Linked DNA regions of Triticum aestivum: region 1 is linked to region 2. The links are chromatin contacts, called in public Hi-C maps. All regions are on one chromosome and are shown on one strand. Each heading gives the region's core, a stretch centred on a gene start, on an enhancer-like site or on the middle of the called end of the contact. The rest is flanking DNA. Distances are from core to core; before and after follow the strand shown. Region 1 holds the start of LOC123137580 (protein BOLA1, chloroplastic). Region 2 holds the start of LOC123137577 (probable metal-nicotianamine transporter YSL14).

Region 1 (4,316 bases), core at 748-3,247, 450 kb before region 2:
GAACACAGAAAATGCGGCTGGAAGACAGACAATTCATGGCTGAATAGGCTTAGCTTTGCTAATTGTGCTTCGACTATATTAGCTTTGCAGTCAAAATACACTTTCAGAAATAGAAAAATTACCTTAGTCTCACTTTCATGAATCATGACACATATTACATCTTATATTCATAAGCTTAGACTTCAGCTTGTGAATCCCCCTTTTTCTTAAATGACAAATGCTTCCAGCAGAGAAATTTGTACTCCCTCGGTAAAGAAATAAGAGTGTTTAGGTCACTACTTTTGTGATCAAAATGCTCTTATATTTCTTTACAGAGGGAGTACTTGATAAGTTTCCGTAAGTTAATGGCCGCAGGCAATCATGCACATAGAGAAATTCACACTTCAACCAAGGCAACAGTATGTCTTTATCATGAAGAAATATGCATGCCATAACATTGCTTTACAAACCGATTCGTGGCTACATGCTATTGCTGCAATCAACTTATTTCGGAACAAACACTAATCGAGTCGAGAAAAATTACATTCATGATCCCGACTCTGTTGGAGTTTTCGCAACAATGGAGATAGCATGAAGACCCGAGTTCAACTCATCGGTCAAGAGATCATACACCATCCTATGACGCTTCACAAGGCTCTGCCCTTCAAACTTGGGTGAAATTACCTTGATGTTAAAATGCGTCTCATTTGCATTGTCCTTGACAGCCGCATGCCCAGCATGTTGGTAAGAAACATCTTCAATATCTAGTGCACTGGCCTCCAAAGCAGACTGCAGCTTTTGCCTCATCCGAGCAGCTCTTGAGAGCACAACACTGGTACCTCGCGAACCCATCATTTTTCAGCCTGATTCAAGAGCAACTGCCTAAAAGAAGAATATATTGGTTATGCAAGTAATCACCATTGCAAGTGTAATAGCAATAGCATGTTACATGATTCTTATACATAAGCAATGGATTGACATTGAACCAGCAGCCCCCACTCCAAGGCCAGAGTTGTATAACACAAACAAGAAAAATGCCTTGGCCTAAACTAATCTCAAATGTTCATTCCCCAAAGTCATAAAAAAATACTATCATGTACTCCCTCAGTCCCAAAATAAGTGTCTTGAGCTTAGTACAAATTTGTCGTAGAGCTAGTACAAAGTTGACACTTATTTTAGGACGGAGGGAGTAGCATAAATCTGTTCTTGTAACACCGGCTGGTCCCAGTGTCCATTTGTAGATTCTAATTTCTTAAACAACTAATATGAATTCAAGAGACAGAAAATAGTTTATCTTCCCTTGATTGACAAAATTACCATCCAACTGGAACGGATCAAAAACAGCATAACAACACTGATGCTAACTTTTAGAATTTCAAACCGTGTTTCCTTCTATGTTGTGACTCGTAAGCCCCAGATACATAATCAAAACCTAGATGATGCAATCGGACACAAAATCAAAACCTAGATTCATTTTTTTTGAGAATTAAAATCAAAACCTAGATGGTGAAATTGGACCGTCCTTACATGGATGGATCAGAGGCGCAAACTGAGGCGGAAAAAGACTACTACGAAGTCAAATATCTCACTCCTATTAGTGAAATTAGTAGGCATCTGGAGTATTTATGAAGCGGATCTGACGAGAAGCTTGCAGCGAAAACGAAAAGGTTCTAGGGTTCTAGGGTAATGGAGATAAGATCAGCTGGCGGTACAAAATTTTCGTGGGAGGGGAGCGCGCTGGAGCAATACGCAGTAATAAACAAAGAAAAGAAAAGGTAGAACTTACGTCGTTGCTGGAAGTTGTGGCGTCGTGTGTTGCGGTCGGAAGTCGAGGAGGAAGACGGCGGCTTAAGGGTGGAGAAGGGGAAAGCAGCGGAACAATAAAAAGCCCGAGTATATATAGTAGAATTTTCGTATAGGAGAAAAAAATAGATGTATGCGGTGAGCGTGGATCGAACACGCGACCTTCAGATCTTCAGTCTGACGCTCTCCCAACTGAGCTATCCCCGCTTTGTGATTTCAGGCAAACTTAGCACTACATGTCCCTTACCTTTTATTTAGTTCCAGCTTCGAACCCTATCACTGTAAGAATCTGCATCATGTTTCACTATGCCGCAAATGCTCTTCCTTCATGTCAGTTATACTAGACAGATAAAACGTTGCAATGCGAGCAAATCCAACATACATCCTTCTACTGGGCCTCATAAATTTGACTCAGAGGGGCAATTCACACCGCACGAAAACAGTCAACGATATTTGGACACGGCTTTTCAGGGGAGAAGAAAAGAGCCTACTCCCGTGTGGCGCACGGCAGGGCAAGGCTGGTCGACCGTGACGGAGCTGATGGCTTTATCTCCCCAGCCAGCCAGCCAGCCAGTCAGCTTATCCACTGGAGCAGGCGCAGGCGACGCGCAGCACGGCACACCAAAAGGTACGGGCCGAGCGAGACCGCCAGCGACGAGGCTCCCCGGCGACCCGCGCGCTACATACAGCCGTGCACCACCGACGGAAGCATACTACGATTCACCGGAGAACTGGCCATGTTTTGACCACACGGCGGGCGGGCGAGCGGCGAACCATGCACTGACGCGCATAGACGACAGTGCGCGCAGGTCGGCACATGCGCGTGGTAGTAGTAGTACCGTCTCCAATGGCAAAGAGAGGGCGGGGGCAGCTGGTGGCCACCAACCAGCTCCTGTGACACGGCAAGAGGACGGACGGGCATGCATTGCACGCCAGTCTGCGGCATCCGATCTGATCAGCGAGCGCTCGCGTTCGCGTGTGCTCTGAGATGTGTGCCAACAGCGGTTTGCCTGGCGCTCTGACGGGTCTCGGTCACCCCGGTCTGTCTGCGCCTATGTCGCTTTTACTGTAGCTTGCAGGAGGCTTTGCTTGCATGCAGATGCATATTTCCGCGTCGCCCAGCGGAGGACCTGACGTGTCACAGGCCTGTCTTCGCGTACGTACTGCACTGGCTTGCACTTGCAGGTTTCACGCAAGATTAAGTCGGGCAGCCACGACCATTGTTCGGTGTACATGCATCACCACTTGTTACTGAAGTAAAACATCCAAAGTTGTCCAGAATTTTATAGCTTGTGAAAAAACTAAACTGCGAGCTCAAGCTAGGCCGGGGATCATTATGCACGTGTGGTATGAACACATGGCAGCTCCAAGCATGACAACTTTTCCAATGGCAAGTTTCAGTTTTTCGGGGTTTCCTTTTTCTTTTCAGATGACAATTTTAATTGTAAAAAGTGAGTGTCGTAATGCTTTGTGTCACACCTGTGACACTTATCAGTTGATGTTTTTTATGGGTGTATCTTGATCTTAGTCAACTGAGGTTTAACCAAATCTCAGTCAAGTGAAATAACATGTAAAAAGATCTGAAGAAAAAAATTACACTGATCTCAATATAAGATCCCATGGATATAGCATCGACTGAGACTTAACTAAGTCTCCTGATAAAAAAAAATCTGAAGAAAGAATCTCAATAGCTCACTATAAAATTTCATGGATATAGTATTGACTGAGACTTAACTAAGTCTCAGTAGGCTGATATGTAACAAGACTATTTTTCTTTCACTGAATGCCCCTTTTCAAACTTCTTTTCTCCAGCGCGCACAAATTGATGTCCTATCTTTAGAGTAGGCATAGTGAACTATACAAGACAAGTTTTCATCATAACCCGATGAGAAGTAAATACCACTTCAATTGGAACGAACACAATAAAAAAACTTGTTCTAAATTGAGCTATGCTTGCCGACGCACCAAACCCCTCGAGAACTCCTTTGCTTTGTAGGAATCCCATAGGATAGAATTTGTATAGAAAAATTTTCTTTAGAGCCCTTTGGTTTGTAGGAATAGAATCATATTCCTATGAAGAAATTTTTTCCTATTTCATAGGAAAATAAACATTAGGCTGGACTCAATGAAAAAAACCCTACCATGTGAACCAAAGGGCATCTTATTTTTTATTCCTTTTCATAGGATTTCAGATACATGTCATCTCTGAGTGTCTAAAATAGTTGCCAGGTGAATGACGGGACTCCGATAGCCCCAAGAAGGCCATCGTCTTGGTCTCACCTAAGACGGTGTGTATAACGCCCCTGAAGAACAATCTGGAACAACGGCGAGCAATAGAGAACCTCCAAGCAATGCCTCAAAAAACAATGCTCCCAACAAAGAAATGATGACGAGGATGCCGCCATCGCCGGTTCGGATCTAAATCTAGACTTTTTCCTGGAGACAACAAACCAAAGAAGAGGGAGTGAGGTGTCGACACACTATAACAACTCCTCCTAGGAAGGGAACAAAACCACGAGTGTCACCACCGATGG
Region 2 (4,310 bases), core at 1,376-3,875:
TATTTGGTATGGTGTCATGAAGACCAAGGAATTCTTTTTTTTAGTTTGGTACTTTCTCAATTAGGGATGGTTCTCAGGTTTGATTCTGGGAAGATAACTGGCTATGCGCCACCCCACTGATGGTGCGGTACCCTAACTTGTACAAGATTGTCAGACATAAATTTTTCACGACCAAACAAGTTTTGAAATAAAAAAACCCCGATATTTATTTTCATAGGGACCTCTTTGGCCCTCACCTGGTAGCATGGAATGAATTACTCTCTCGTTTGAAGGACATTCAACTGACAAACGAGTTGGACAAGTTTCGATGAAAACTGCATCAAAACGACAGTTCTCAGTCAAGTCCTTATACAATGCGATGACTCATATTGATGTTTCCGTTGATAACAAAAAATTATGGAAGCTAAAAATACCTCTAAGAGTGAAGATATTTCTCGGGTTTTTAAGCAGAGGGGTCATCTTAACTAGAGATAGTCTAGCACGACATAACTGACAAGGTAGTAAGACATGTGTCTTTTTGCCAACATGATGAGTCTATTAAACACCTATTTTTTGAGTGTAAGTTTACTTGTGCGGTATGGACCATAGTTCAATTAGCTTCAAATCTATACCCCCCACATAGTGCACGTAACATATTTGGCAATTGGTCGTGGGGTATTGACAAATAATTTTCTGCACATATTTTTGGTGGGGTGGCTGCCTTATGCTGGACATTGTGGCTTACCAGGAATGATGTGGTTTTTAATAATAAATGTGGTTCTTCTCATGTGCAGATTATTCATGCATGTACGGATGACTCCGTACTTTTAGTCTATCCTACAGAAGTCGGAGGACAGAGACTTTTTTATGATGGCGTCTACACCACTGGAGCGTACCGCCAGGGAGGTTTCCCCTCTCCATGGATGGCGATGTAATCTTTCTATAGGATCTGCCCCACCCTAGGCTGGATTGATTTATTTTTGCTGCAAAACTATGTTTATTTTTTGGTCATTTGAACTTATTGCCTGTGTACATCATGTTATGCAGAGGTCGGACATTTTTTGAATGCGGTTGTATCACCTTGATATATCAATTTAATTAAAATGTCATTTATCAAAAAGAAGATGCTCTTGCCGTGCCGTATCTTATCAGGAATCTGAATATATCATACTATCATATAGAGCAGCACAAACTACCGATCGAACTCCATCCAGCTTAGCATCTATAGTCGCATCGTGGCAAGGTTGCTTTCAGATGGTCGGATGCGTGCGTGAGGGCTTCTTCCTTCGGGGGCGCGCGCGTGCGTGGCTGGCCGTGGCGTGCCGCCTGAAGGTGATTCGGACGTCTGATGCGCGCTCCTCCAGCCAGCCCGGCTTGTGTTTTCCGCCGTGAGATCAATTTCGATCATCTCTTTTCAAACAAGATCGCGACCGCCAACAGCGTATACAGCATCCATCCCTATTGCCGCCGCGGCGCCCAACTTGGATCCAACCGCTGCTCTGCGGTCGCTTTCCCACATGCGAACCGATCAACGATCCATTGGCTGTTTCTAAGTGAGCCGACCACAAATTCCAGCCTTGATTCCAACAAGTCGGACTGTGCATGATAGCAGCCCGGATGTGGGGTGAACAGTGGTCGAGAGCTTGCGAGACATGCGCGGCGTGCCCAGGCAGGCAAGCTCCGGGATGGGAAGCAATGACGAGCCTTGGCGGAAAATGGTGGTCCATGTCCAGGTCCACGACGGCTGACAGCCGGGCTGATCCACTCGGAAGATGCAAAAGATAATTCTTCGAGATGCGCTCCATGTTGCGTCGCGTCGCGGTGCTTCCTGTCTCCAGATGGCTCGACGAGATAACGAAGGAGGCTGGTTCTGCCTCGCAATGATTGACGGCGAGAGCAAATGAAGAAAGAAAAGAGACCGCGTACGAATGTTATGCGCGCAAATGATACAGCCATAAGCATACAGACCTCAGCGTGAACACGGCATAGCTCTCCCAAGACGTACGTAAACGCGGCATAATGCCTAGTATATGCTGAGCTCATATCTCCACTAATAATCAACTAACTAATTGACGAGAGCTGGGATCAAGTACATCACATCACCAGCTAAAATAAGAAATCGCAAATGTAATAGTAGTAGTAGATCGTTCCTTTGTTGATTAACGAAACTGCTCTGCATACGATGCTTTTCTCGTCCGAGCAGTACGATAAGAGAGGAAATCATCTCTGCATGCTATGGCCCACAAACTGAATTATTTATGGTTGTCTCTAATCGTATAGTGTTGTACAGGAACTTGTCCTACGCATAGCAAGGTTCGTTGATTAAAGAGAGAGAGAGATTACAATCTGCTACTACGTATTACTATATCGTTTGATTTGATTGAGGAAGGCGTCGCTACACCATACGTGGAAGGAAGGAGCTCGATAAGAAACGGTGCGTGCGGTTCGGCCGGCCCATGCATCCTGGAGACGACAAATCAAATCAAATCAAATACTACCCGGCCACCAGCAATCCTGCCCGTCCGATCCCATCACGACGGTCGTCAAGCGCCTCGGGGGACGCCACCCCCACGGCACACCACCCGCTGCTGCACCTGCACGGGCCACACCCTCAATAAATATTGCCTGGCACAGCGCAGCACAGAGAGACAGCTCACGCCTGACGCCTGGGCCGGGCCGTAGCCATCGCGCCCCAGCATTTTCTCTCCCCCACCACCACCACCACCACCACTCCAACGAAGCAAGCACCGCGAGTCCAAGCGGCCAAGCCAATGGCCACGCGCACCACCCACGGCGCCGCCGGGGACGACGAGGTGGCGGAGGCGGCGGGGAACACGGGCCCCACGCTCCGCCACCGCCACGGCCACGCGGGCAAGGGCGCGGGCGAGGCCGCCAATGGCGGCGCCAGCCCCGAGGACGCCTCGGTGGAGCAGGTCTTCGCGGACAAGGCGGTGCCGTCGTGGAGGGAGCAGCTCACGCTGCGGGCCTTGGTCGTCAGCGCGCTGCTCGCCGTCATGTTCAGCGTCATCGTCATGAAGCTCAACCTCACCACGGGGATCATCCCCTCGCTCAACGTCTCCGCGGGGCTGCTCGGCTTCTTCTTCGTCCGCCTCTGGACCAACGCCTTCGAGCGGATGGGCCTCGTCGGCCAGCCCTTCACCCGCCAGGAGAACACCGTCATCCAGACCTGCGTCGTCTCCGCCTACGGCATCGCCTTCAGCGGTAACCTCCCCCAACCTTCCACTACACTCGGTTACAGTTACAAATTACAATTGAAGCGTGCTAGGAACATTGGTTTTTTTGCGAATGTCAAGTTTGAGTGTCGGCTTTGCTTCAACGCCTCAATTTCGTGCTCTTACCTTCGTATGGAAAGTTTGTCTGACATTGACCAGTAGACGAATCCATTTCGTTCGTGCGTGTATGTCGATAGCTTTGGGATTCGTCGTAATCTGGGCTATGGGGGATAAGGAGGAGCACGATGCAGATCTGGGCTCAGGAGGTAGAGGTGGGCATAGGCATAGCGATTTGCACTAGTGGGTTGGTGGCTTGGGGCATCAGGGAATCCATTGTTTCTTTTGCCCCCAAGGAAAAATACGAACCAGTCGCATTCAAATCCTCCAAAGTGGGCTTATGATGAGAGCAACGATAGGGAAAGCACAACACAAGAAACTTCTTGGATTCGGACTTTGTGGTTTGATAGGTGTGTTAGGTGGACTGCAGTGTGCCTTTTGTTTTTCCAATCTTCCGAACTAGATGTTGGAGACGATGGTACTTGCGTGCACCTGACTGAACTGTGAAGCATCTAGGACGAAATTAGGGACCATTTTTGGTTGGTTCATTAGGTGAATGAGTGAACCAAGTAGGTGCAATGGTCAACAACATCTTTTGAAGTTTTGGCGCTGGTGATAAGGATGGAGAGGCAAATTACAGCTAGTGTTGAGGACAAGCTGCAAATGGAGGAGCGTGCTTGGTTTGACTTCTCACCTTAAAATAGATAGATGCACGGCTCATTGTTTTCTAGTATTTATTTATCTATGATAGACATGACGCATGCATGTGAAGCATTGAGTCCACATGAACATAAACAACTAGTATGGTCTGTGGGTTTATTTTGGAACCATGTTACATGTACGTTCAAGCTTATATGGGAATACTTTCATGTGATAGTCGCTGATTTCATTTCACAGACTTGAGAGTCCCCGTGACAGTGCATACGCGTTGCTGATTTGAAAATGGACACAAATGTCCTTTGTTCATAAGTCGGTCTACTATGTGGAAATTCTTGTCAGCAGCTTTACATATGCTTCTGTTTCTCTTTCAACTGCACCAGT

What was found. Hi-C and Micro-C count contacts between places; a contact is called where the count stands out from the background.
Region 1: a Hi-C map of leaf shows a contact between it and region 2, with 7 times the contacts expected there. The contact joins the promoter of LOC123137580 here to the promoter of LOC123137577 in region 2. A contact is called at or near these places in 2 of 5 Hi-C or Micro-C datasets (both in leaf).

The regions. Positions count from the first base shown.
Region 1 is chr6B:481,220,598-481,224,913 of IWGSC CS RefSeq v2.1, reverse strand. LOC123137580 (protein BOLA1, chloroplastic) reads right to left here and starts at 1,997. Exons shown (of 2, transcript XM_044557398.1): 1 at 1,766-1,997; 2 at 383-861. The coding sequence starts at 834. The coding sequence ends at 526. It overlaps TRNAF-GAA (transfer RNA phenylalanine (anticodon GAA)), which reads right to left and starts at 1,989; the gene lies at 1,917-1,989.
Region 2 is chr6B:480,776,014-480,780,323 of IWGSC CS RefSeq v2.1, reverse strand. LOC123137577 (probable metal-nicotianamine transporter YSL14) reads left to right here and starts at 2,625. Exons shown (of 6, transcript XM_044557394.1): 1 at 2,625-3,201. The coding sequence starts at 2,751.